2 separate regions of the Mus musculus genome follow, and region 1 is linked to region 2. The links are chromatin contacts, called in public Hi-C maps. All regions are on one chromosome and are shown on one strand. Each heading gives the region's core, a stretch centred on a gene start, on an enhancer-like site or on the middle of the called end of the contact. The rest is flanking DNA. Distances are from core to core; before and after follow the strand shown.

Region 1 (5,757 bases), core at 1,636-4,135, 280 kb after region 2:
AACACAAATATAGGCATATAACACACTGTGATTGAAATTATTTATTTCATAGGAATGGTTCCATTGAAAAATAATCACCCTTCTTACTCTTTCCCAATTTCTCTCCACAACCCCAAATTATTCTGCCAGTTCTCCATTGCTTATGAGCATCTTAAATAAGCAAGACCCACCCCCCAGGTACAGAACAAACAGAGACTTGTTCACCTACTCAAAGATAAGTAGGATGCTCAGTTCTTATTGGAAACAGTACAGAAAGGTTTTCATTATTATTATTATCATCATCTTTACTAAAATCTCTCTAGCAATATAGAAAATTAGCACTAAGCTAAAAGCCAAGATTTTCTTTTTCTGACTTCTCACTCTCTCCTTTCTTTTGATGATGAAATACTACTTTGCTAGCCATTTGAAATGCTCATTTTCTTTGGGTAGCTTGAAGACAGGAAAAAATGTGGGTCACTTGCCTGATCCCATGTATGTTTTTGATTGCGTAGCTTATTTCTCTTCTCAGTTCTTTCTCATTGAACTCCATCTGCAGATGCAAAGCAAGCTACGGTTATGACACTTAATTCTTTTCGATAATATTATTGAATGGTATAGAATGAGGATAACCTTACTGTTATTAATAAATGGATACTCATGTCCTTTGTAAACTAAACCCAGATGGTCAAAACATCTGTTTATATGGAGTTCAAGGCCACATGGAACACTGGGGATTTCTGGAAGTTCCAGAGGATCAGTGTGTGTGTGTGTGTGTGTGTGTGTGTGTGTGTGTGTGTGTGTTAACTCTGTTACATATGGGGAGTGCTGTGCATAAGGAATATCTCCTGGACATAAACCCAGCCACTCATTTGAAACACAGAATTATTTTTTGCTGAATGTACTAAAGTGGAGGCCACAGGAGAATGCATAAATGAGAGTATTTTCTGATGGGTGGCCACAACACAGCTGTCTTTTCTTTCTGACCATTTTAAGCACCTGACCATAAGACCTCTTTATAAGAGGAAATTAATAATACCTTATGAAGCCAACACAGGATGCATTGCTATATAAATATTTCCCAGACGTCCTAGGCACTACAAATCTACTTGGAAGTAGGATCAAAGTGCCATAGAACTTAGTCCCGAAAGGCACATCCAAAGAGCACCGGATTCAGTTTGACAGGGATGCAGCCGTTCCAGCCTCGCTCGCTGTCCATTTCCTCCTTTATGCTCTCTGCATCTCAGAGTAACAGCTTGCCCTAAGCTTCTATCGTATCCTGTGGCTTCAGGGTTCAGAGTCTTTGTCATCCCTTCCTTTGTGTGGTCAACATTTGTGCTCCCTTTCCCACCTCTTCCTGCTTATCTGACTATCCTTCCAAACTCAGCTCAGACGGCTGGCTCCCTCGCATCCTTGGGCTGGGATTCATGTCTGTGGGCAGTGTTTCCATGGCGCCCTATGCTAAAGTTTGTCACTTTGCTTAGCACATTTTAATAAAATGATCTATTTATCCACCTTCTTCCCACACCAATACATAAACATTCGCCTCCTCATATTGAAAAAGTGGCACAGTCCCTAAGCTACTCAGCTGCTGTACTGAGCAACCCCCCCACCCCCACCAAACGCAAACAGCTCTCGATCCTTCCTACCCACTGATACTTTCCATCAGTTTCCCCATCTGATGGGCACCATCATTCACTCAATGGCAAAAGACAAACCTTGGGGAGGGATTTTCAACCTCTGGTTTCTGTCTCTTGAATCAATCCCAGCCTGTCAACTTTACCCCTAAACTCCCACAGTCCTCCGTTTCCCTCCATTCTTTCTCCTTACATCATTTTGACTGAGAATGTACATTTCAGAGCTTCCTCCTTGCACAAGATCCCTTCCAAGACCATGTGCCCAACCATGTGTTTGTAATTTTGCTTTCTTTGTCTCTAAGGGACTCCTGCGATTGCAGAAGCTTCAGGCAGAAAATGTGGTCCATCCATCTCTGGTTGGGCCCCTCCCCTTCTTTACCACATCTACTGCTTGCCCCTTGGTGATCCAGCAGGCACAGTTCTCTTTGGAGATGATCAGCCCAACTAGATAACAAACCCCTGTGTAAAGTCCTCCTGTTGCTTTCCATTGTAAATGGTGAACAACTGCAGCCAGGAAAGTCCTGGATGCACAGCTTCATCCCTAAGCGAGCCTCTTCCCAGGACTTTTCATAACACTGATGTCTTTGTGCCAGGCTGGTCATGGATAATAATGCCCTTCGTCACCCAGAGGGAGCCTATCTAAATATCCCATGGAAAGAAATCTGTATCATGTCACCATAATAACACTTGAATTTTTCTTATGTTATCTACTTTTTTCATTGTCCTTACTAGATAAATTCAACCCCTTTCTTTCTTGGTCACTGAGACTTTGGTCCATAGGGGAGTCTCAGAAATATTTTAAATTAGACAATGGATAGATATCATGGAAAACTGAAGTATTGTTTCTTGAAGTATTCTCTATGAACTCACTGAAATCAGAAAGAATATTTCAAGGACAAAGGATTCGATTCCAAGGACTCTGTTGGTCCTGTGATAGATCACAGTACAGCGAGAGAGCTGCAAGGGAGATCAGGGAATGCGGTGGGACAAAGGGAGAAAAGAACATTAGTTACAAACCTTCACTATCTCAAAAGGAAAGCGTTCGTGGAAAATGCGGTTGATCTTAGCACCGCCAGAGAGCTCTAAGGTGTCTACTTGATCTCCTGACCCTTCGATTCTCTTCTCAAAGTCCACAGCAAACTGTTGGACCATCCTAGAATTGAGAGAGAGAGATAAACCCGGGTTAAAATTAGTTAACATCACAGGGCTCTCCTGTCCCTGATTTTACTAAGGGTGTAGCTTAGACTCCTTTCCTGGTGTTCTTAGTGACACCTACTGGTTGAGTTGGCACTGCACATCATTCAGCTGTGACAAGGAACAGGAGATTTATTTTACACATTTTAACTAGAGTAAATATTTTAAATATCGTTCTCTTTAAATGGGTGGTATCCATTTGTGGTTATAACCTGAAATGGTATTTAAGGAACACTTGGATTTTAAAAGTTATGTAATAAATCTTAAGTAGAATAGTCAAGTGAGCCTCCACTCTGGTGATGTCACGCCTGCCCACTCCCAGCTACTGCCACTGAAAAACCCACACACAAGCACAGCTGCACACCTACACACACATCTACTCACCCAACCATCCCCCCCCCACACACACACAGGGCAGACGCCTTTTCTCCCTCAGTCTGTCCTCCTCATCCTACAACTGTGTGCTCTGAGGGTGGCCAGAGCTTTGAAAGTCATCAAGACACAGTCTCCCCCACCTTCAGATGCCACAATTCATAGGAGATCCTGGCCTGCATATTCAATCACGTGCAGGACATATATTTTCTTTTAGCTGTCTCAGATCAAAACACCTAAAACGTGAACTGCTTAAACTGCTTTCCTTCTGGGTCTGGAGTCTGTTGATTCCCCTATCTTGGCACAGCCATTGGCAACCCCTTCTTGGATTACCAAGGTACCTGTAGGTTTCCATCCTGATCCTAGGATTCTGCCCAGGTCAGACCCTACACCGTCACAGCCACACAAACCTGGCTGGTTTGCTTTTCGGTGCTTTCCCGCAGTTTGAGTTAACCCATTATGTAGGATTCTTTGTGCTGTGACCTTGGCTGTTCTTGAGGCTGATCTCTTGCTCAGCAACATGCACCATCTGATCCAAACACAAAGAATCTACTGCCCAGTCCCCACACGTACCATGTCTCTGTATTTGTGTACGTGCTTTGAGGATTTACAGCACCATTGACTCCACTCCTTGCCTGGCTAATCTCCTTCTGTTCTCAAGAACCAGCTCCAGTACTAATTCTTCTGAGAAACCCATGATGCTCGGTGGTCCTCAGCCCCCACCAGCATCTACCACTGCCCAGATGAAGGGATCTTCTGCTCCTTCAGCCTCTTTCTAACAAAATATTTATCAGACCACATCACCACTGCTTGCTTCGATGCCAGCAGCTTCCTGGAAGGCAAGGGCATGCACCATATGGGCAACATATAAGAAATGCTTAATAAATATTTGTCCTGTGAATCAATTAACTATCTGAAACCATCTGGTGAAAATAAAAGAGAATAAAAAATGTATTCCTGTTTGTGATGATTACTTGGTTTAAGCAATTCTAATTCTGACATCCTAGAAATACTACTTTCAAATTCAAAATCGAAGCGAAAAATATTTTCAGATCTTCTGAAACCTGTATATTTTTACTGCCAAAATTTGATTGGATACAGTGGGTTACAGTAATTACAAATTATTTAGCCATGCTCGTGTCTGCTGTTTTTAATGGTTTTTGTCAAGTACCTGAAAAGTGGTGGTATATGCATTAAAACACTAGAAATTTTTACAAACTTCATCTCTGTCAATTCTTTCCCATCCACCTCCCACTTAGTGGTATTGGAATAAGCCTTCCCTGAGTCCACTCTATTCTCTTCCCATCCTCCTTAAACCTAACACACACCCCTTGTACTTCAGGGTCTTGAGCATTACCTCCATCTGGGAATTGATACCTCTCTTCATATGCACCTGACTCCTCCTCTGGGCTCCAACATTCTCTACTTATGATAAACAGCATTTATCAGCGTCTAACACAATTCATCATTTATATGCTTGTCTTGATGATCTTATCCTTAAGTGCAAAGTGTCACTTTCATTGTTGGCTTCATGGTGAGTAATGCATAGCCAGAGTCTGAGTACGGTGCATGAAAGGATGGCAGGAAAGGGGAATGAGGAAATGTATCAGGAAAGACAGGAGCCCACGCAAAAAGAAGATGAACCAACAGGCTAGTCAATGATCTGATTGAATATTCTACAGTCAAGACCCATGACATGACAGAGGCAAGGACCATCCTAGCATCCTAGTTTCAGATAGTTAGAGATACTGATGTATGACCTCAATATAAATACATTTCTTTTCTATATAACTTGAAGAATTTTTATGAGTTTAACCAAAGGCTAGGAGAAACAAACAAACTTGGAAATCATTCTACTCTTTAAAAAAAAATCATCTTTGCCATGGTATTATTTTAAGTGAAAGACAACATGATACAACTAAGATGCCACTGAAACTTTCTGAATATTTGGAAATCTCTTTTAAAAAAAAACTGAAAAACCACCAGTTCAGTACTGTTGTGACTTCTGACCAAAGCAAGAACCATGAACGTACTTCGATGCATCCTTGCACATTTGAAGGAAGATTATATTCCCCACTCTTTCCAAAGAGCAGTAACAGTAGGGTACTGCTAGGTCTACGCCCATCTGAATAGACAATGAACTTCACGTTGTAGGAGGACACTACAGAAGTCATCAGGTTGACTAAGTAGCCCAGGTTTACAAAAAGAAAGATGTCACATTGCACTGAATGGGTACAGCAGAAAAGTGCTAATGGCATCACTGTCCACGCAGGTGCTCATCCCAGGAGGTTGTTATCACCAGGCGAAAGCTGGACTACAGTGGGAAAAAGTTCCTAGAACAGGAATCCAAATCTCGCCAAGTAGGGAAGAAATAAGACAAATATAAGGAAGAAACTACTGGCAAGAGTAGTGGATCAGAGGGCCTTGTGCACACAGATAAGGACTGGAAAAGCCAGGAAAGTTAAACATGAAGGCTTGTCTCTTCAAAGGAAGGAGATGCTTGCCATTCCACACAGAATTCTGGGAAGGGATTTAGTTTATGGCCTGGTGATCTTTTGCTATCTGTAGGGCCAGGCTT
Region 2 (5,947 bases), core at 3,245-5,744:
TGATTTGTCTTAATTGATTACATACTATTTCATCACTCCACTGATATTGTGTTTCCTTTGGTTATCTTTCAATGTACCCTTCCACAAATGTTGTAGAGCAAAAAAAAATAATGGACCCTGGTGACCTCACAGAAATGGTGTAAACAGAAGTTTCTGTTGTAAAGTCTATCTTGGTATAAACCAGTTTATTGAACATTGGATTTTATTCCAGCTAATCTTTGCTGTGTGGTCAACATTTTACATGCTGTAGGCTTCCTGGAAGACTAAAGGAGGGGACGGAGCACAGGTTTTGCCATCTATATTTTGGGAGGAGATTATCAACAGATGAAGAGCAACATACCGTGAGGTCAGCAAGTAAAGAGCGCCAAGGAGTGTGACTGGGTGTATCTGGTTCTCTAAGGAGTGTGACTGGGTGTAACTGGTTCTCCAAGAGAGGAGAGAGCTCTAGAGGAAACTCTAGAAGTTTCAGGAAGCAGATGAGGAGGCTATTATCAAGAAGATCGGTGAGACTTGGTTTGGTTGCCATGGGACATGCAGATACCATGATACTAGGGTCAAGACTCTTTCTTTTAGGTGAGGAATATATACCTTATGAAGTTCAAAGAGGCTACATTAGACAAAAGAGTAAAGACATCCGATGCGGTATAAAAAGCTTGCAAGTGTTGGCGTGCTGCTTAGGAAGAGGGAGATACAAGACTTTGCTTCCCACGCTCCTTTCCAATCATATCAGGACACTGTCTATTCCCAGTCAAACTAGATGCAACACAACCTGTCGCTTTGGGCCATGCTTGTCCTTTAAATCTAAATGACCTGATGTCTCATAGTTACTAAAATCCTTCCATTATTCAAGATCTGGCCAATGTGACTGACTTTTCTAGTAAGACAAGCCAGAATTGATCTCTCTCTCTCCTTTCTTCATGCTCAGCATGTTCAATTCCTTTTGTCATTAGGAAGTTATCTTCTTTTCTTGTCATTAACTTTCTAGTGGGTCCCTTTGATTATGTTTTGACACATTTCACACAGTCCTTGACTTAGCCCATTCTTTGTTCCTGAAACTGAGTACCACAGTCTGGGCCATTTATAGAGGGCTGCATAGTTCAAGGTTCTGGAGGCTGGGCAGTTCAAAAGCATGCACCTAGTGTCTGGTGGGGGCCTTCTTGATACACCAGTACATGGCAGAGGTCAACTCATGATGTGGCAGAGGAAGTGTACTAGCCCAGTTCTCTATCTTTAAAATAAGAATAAGGTCACTAGTGCCATCAAGGGCCACAAATATATCTAGACTTAATGATCTCCTAAAAACTCTACCCTTCAATACTGTTAACATTTAAATTTGGAGATGAAATATTCAATATATAAACTTTTGGAAGACATATTCAAATAGTGACGGTATTCAATCATATTTATGTAGAAGTAACATTTTTCTTCATAAAGACCTAAAGGAGGAATCAGAAGAGAATGGTATATAGGATTGCATAGTGGGACCAGGCATATATGTATGTATGTATGTATATATATATATATATATATATATATATATATATATATATATAATGTGTATGTGTGTGTGTGTATACATATATGTGTATATATGTATATATATGTGTGTGTGTGTGTGTATGTATATATAATGAGAGTTGTCACAAGATAATTGAAAGCAAGTTCAAGATTAGACTAAGACCTTAACTTAAAAACAAATCAAAACACAACACAGGAGCTGCTTAGTGGTACCTGTACAACATGTGTGAATCTCACGTGAGAGGGCTGAGAAAAGAAAACGAATGTGCAGTGGAAGTGGTTATAAGCTATCTGATACTATTCTTCTGCTTGGCTTCAATTCTTCCTAGTAGGTGCCATGCCTTCTTGGAAGGGAACTAAGCAACTGATATGATTGAAGGTCCTATATGGAGCAGGTCACAGAATATAGAATTTAGGCCTACAGAATATATATACAGAATATATCTACAGAAGCCAGTGAATGTTCTTCAGGCACGAATTTGGAATGGGTCCGTAAGAATCTTTTGCGTGATATCTGTTGCATGGTGTGATCTTTGCGTCATACCTTGGCCACAACCTGTCAGACTAGGACCTCAACTTTCCTTTGGGGAGAATCACCCAGACGATTTTGAAGAAAACAGGATCCTGGAGCTCTATGGACAGAGGCTGTGCTAACTGGCCTGGAGGAAACTTGGAGCATCTGCAGTTTTAAAAAGTGTTCCAGTTTGAGAACCCCGGCAGTAAGGAGACAGCCTGGGAAGAGTTTAAGTGACGGGAGGTTCTACTGGAGAGGTTGTATAGGGTGGAATAAAAATGGCTTTTTATGATCTTGGGCCAAAGAGGAAAAAAAAAATCCCCAGGACAAAGAAGGGTCTGAGTTAACATAAGAAAGTTAGTATGTATGGTTTAAGATCCAAGTGTGATCTCAGCTAGTTTCCACTGTGCAGGCGTCACCGTTCCCAGACAGTCAGCCTGGCACTGTGGTAGGTAGATGACTGAACAGAGAAGGAAAATTCACCAAGCTTTCCTCTAAAAAGAAAGTTGCCTTCTTCAGAACAGTGTGTGTGTGTGTGTGTGTGTGTGTGTGTGTGTACGTGTTTGGTGTGTAGGGTGTTCATCTCTCTAAGATCCAGTGAGACTGAGAACAAGTACTAAGAAGACACAGGGTGCTTAGGAAACCCCACTTTGGGCTGCATGGGAGTTCAGCCATTCCAGTAGATCTCCAGAGATGGCCATGGGAGGGCTGAGGCAGCTGTGGGATTTCAGTTGTAAAAGCTGGTCACAGCCCTGGTATTCTTAGTAGCCATTTATGGCTCTTTTTCATAAATCTGGCTAAAATGTTTTTGAATTCCTTTACGCTTCCTGCCAGTCCCACCTTTTGAAACTAATGAGTTCCGCAAGTTTATAACCTGCCTGTATGAAGTACATTTCCTTTCATTTGCCCTGAACTTACTTCACTCTGTTTTAAAGAGTACCCTCCTTGTCCTTAAGAAGAGAAAGTAAACAGAATTATGAGATGAGGACAGATTGGCTGAAGTAAGTAGGGCAGAAAGCGAGCCAGGTGTCTGAGGTACTGCAGACTACCTTAAATCCATAGCGTAGTTAAAACAGGCGGGCAGAGGCCGGCATTGCAGGGCCAGGAGGGAGGTGGTGTTCCTCTGCACAATGGCTTGGTTGTTCTCCTGCCCAGACCCGGCCAGGGGTCCCTGCTTCCTGTTTGGGGCTCCACAGCTCAAAAGAAAGGGAGAGCTCAAATGTTTAGCAGATAGCAAGAAAAACAACAGAACACCAAAAGCAGAACCCATGGGGAAAATAAGGCAAATTTAGGTATTTTTTTTGTTTACAATTAGATACTTATTTCATTTGAGAATATGCAGAACCCTATGTCTTAAAACGAAAACAAAGAGGATTTTCCAGGGCTGACAATCATTAGTAAGACTGGAGACAGAAAATGATGTCTCTTATTTTTTATTTTTGTTGTTGTTTTTATTTCTGAAATAATTTGGGGTTTATCTTTGAACATGCCTCCCTGGACTAGAAATGAGGCCAAATGAGTTATTTGCTCTGAAGCACGTGGTCCTTTTGCTCTAGGTCAAAGGATGAAAGATGACATAAACACCTTACAAAAGAAGGGGGCTGACTATGGTAATGCTAATATGTACCCTATTTTTTTTTAAGTATAAAGTTTTTAAAACATTGATGTCTATGGGCTGTAGGGTGGACTGAAGTATCAGTTGCGTGCCCCACCCCCATCATAGTATAAAGTTGGTTATAGGAAAGTCTTGTTCTTTAATGGCAAATAGGGCAAAGGTTATATGCGGCAGGCATGTAGCCCCGTAGAGTGTGCAGGGTGCAGGTTGGGCTGTAAAACTGCTCATTAAATTGTCCTGTTCTGAAGCAGAAGCAAATACATGAGCTCAGGGAGGAAAGCCACAGAAACTGTCTAGAAATATTTCCGTGAAAGACTGTGCAAATAGCTCTCCCTGGTCATGAAAAATGCAGTTGCTGATATACAAATAGCTTCACTTAAAAGACTTAAATACCTTCCCTGCAATGCTGTCTTTGACTGACTGCCAAGAACTACCTAATGCTGTTCTTTTTTTATTTTCTCTTTAAATTTTTCTGAATAGACTGTATGGTGCATACAAAATGAAGATGGCACGTACACTAGAAGTTACTGAAAGAGCACGAGAAGGAATCTAGTTACTGACTCTCCATCCCAAACCCCTCTTTAAAGTTCCTGAGTTTTGTACTTGTTTTGAATGTCAACCCAAATAATAGAAAAGGTGGGGGGGGCAGGGAGAGGCATTTAACAATTGGTTGGGCGATGATTGTCCACACTTCAGTATTTTAGTGAACAGAAAGTGGAGAAGGAAGAATTCAAAGCTAATAATAGTAATGGCTTGCTGGCTAAATAATGAGCAGCAGGAGGACTTCTAAGAAGGCAGTTAGCCCCAGAGCGATTCAGACAGACTTGCTTACACAACGGCTGGCTGCTCTAGGAGGAAGCAAGCCAAAACCAACATCAACACCCAGCAGCGCCAGTTGCTCACAGGAGGAGTGTGTAGCGGGATGCTGATGAAGTGCATTGTGGGAATGAATGAGAAGTCAAGACCCCTATCTCGCTTTTAATGGGAATCTTGTGATGCCCCAGACCCTGTCTGAGCCGTACAAGGGGCACCCTGCTGGACTCTGCTTGGGCCCCGTGATTAATGGGAGTGACAGGAGGCCAGGCTTGTCTAGAAAATTGACTGTGGATGAAAGCAGTAGGCAGTGAATCATGCGCCCTGAGTTCGACCCCCACTGCTCTGTCTGGGGTCTCTTTCACCATTTCCGCAGTATGTGTTGGGGTTGGGTTGGGATGAGGGACCCAACAAGGATATGAGTGTGGAAATTCTTATTTATTTATTTATTTATTTATTTATTTATTTATTTATTTTTATAGCAAAGAAAGAACTGCAGATGGTTCAACTCCGTTCTCACTCCCAAGACTTGTGTTATCTTATAAAGGCAGTCTGGAGCTGCTTGTGAGAAACCGTGAATCAAAGTGAGAGAGACTCCCTGTTAGAAGCAAGGCTGGAAGGTGACAGGGGAGGGAACTGCCTGAGAATCATACAGACATTTGGCCAGAATAAAACTACAGAGCTGTCTTACAACGCTAAACCCAGTCACATCCTGTGAGATAGCTTGGACCGTGCTGAATGCGTCTTGCCAGTCAAGCTCCTTTTTCCAGAGTTTACTACAAAAAGCATTTCCTCATTCCCCCAGCTGTGAACAAACAAAACCAAATGAAACAAAATGAAACAAAACAAAACAATCATCTTGGCTCTTTCCCCCTCCCCCCCTTCTCACTGGCCCCTAAAACATTTCATTCAGGAATAATCATTTCTTTTGTGTTAATAGATTTTTAAAAGTTGGTATCTTCCTTCTAAAGTGGCAGTTGACAGTTTGACCGCTTCCTGCTTTACTAGCCCTTTTACTCTGCAATCCATACATTTATCCCCTTAACATGGTACATGCTGCAGTGTGGCACGGGAGCTCAATGAAATACATTGTACATGGAACTCGGTCCTGAGACAGAAACACTAGCTCCAACAGGGTAGTATTCACATGCTTTTTAAAGTGGCTCGGCAGAGAGTTAGGATGGTGGTTAGGCGCCAGCCCCAGGGTGTGGCTCTCTGGGACTCTGAGCAGCGAATAACTACTCATGCAAACGTTGGAGTTCAAGAATTTACAACTGGCAGAGCTGTTCATATGAGCCACTGGCTGACACGGGTCTGGCTCAAGGAAATGTCCCACTTTCACTTCTGAGGGTCCCCTTCTCTCTCTGTGATTGGTGCCAATGAAGAAATGAATCACCTCTGCTAGGACTCTCTGAATGTGGTACTTAGTGTAGCCTCCTGATTCAAGTGGTACCCTATCTACATCCTCCCCTTAGCAGGATGGATGG

The links. Hi-C and Micro-C count contacts between places; a contact is called where the count stands out from the background.
Region 1: a contact with region 2 is called in a Hi-C map of muscle stem cells, with 1.9 times the contacts expected there. The contact joins two enhancer-like sites. A contact is called at or near these places in 1 of 15 datasets of contacts at CTCF or cohesin (the NIH/3T3 cell line), 7 of 484 Hi-C or Micro-C datasets (the C2C12 cell line, bone marrow-derived macrophages, muscle stem cells and 2 more), 3 of 115 datasets of contacts at active chromatin or transcription factors (extraembryonic endoderm stem cells, heart atrium and large pre-B cells) and 1 of 9 other capture datasets (pancreatic islet).

Annotation. Positions count from the first base shown.
Region 1 is chr1:162,310,931-162,316,687 of GRCm38.p6, forward strand. It overlaps Dnm3 (dynamin 3), which reads right to left. Exons shown (of 21, transcript NM_001038619.2): 8 at 2,631-2,766; 9 at 462-529. Among named protein-coding and RNA genes, the nearest start is that of Gm39688, 66 kb to the right of the region's middle. Within about 2 kb of position 2,886, at least 75 of the 459 cell types and tissues checked have an H3K27ac peak or open chromatin away from gene starts, as enhancers often do. A contact at or near this core is called in the C2C12 cell line, the NIH/3T3 cell line, heart atrium and 2 more, where this site is marked.
Region 2 is chr1:162,033,542-162,039,488 of GRCm38.p6, forward strand. The region is part of intron 17 of Dnm3 (dynamin 3); the gene reads right to left. Among named protein-coding and RNA genes, the nearest start is that of 2810442N19Rik, 32 kb to the left of the region's middle. Within about 2 kb of position 4,495, at least 166 of the 459 cell types and tissues checked have an H3K27ac peak or open chromatin away from gene starts, as enhancers often do. A contact at or near this core is called in the C2C12 cell line, the NIH/3T3 cell line, heart atrium and 2 more, where this site is marked.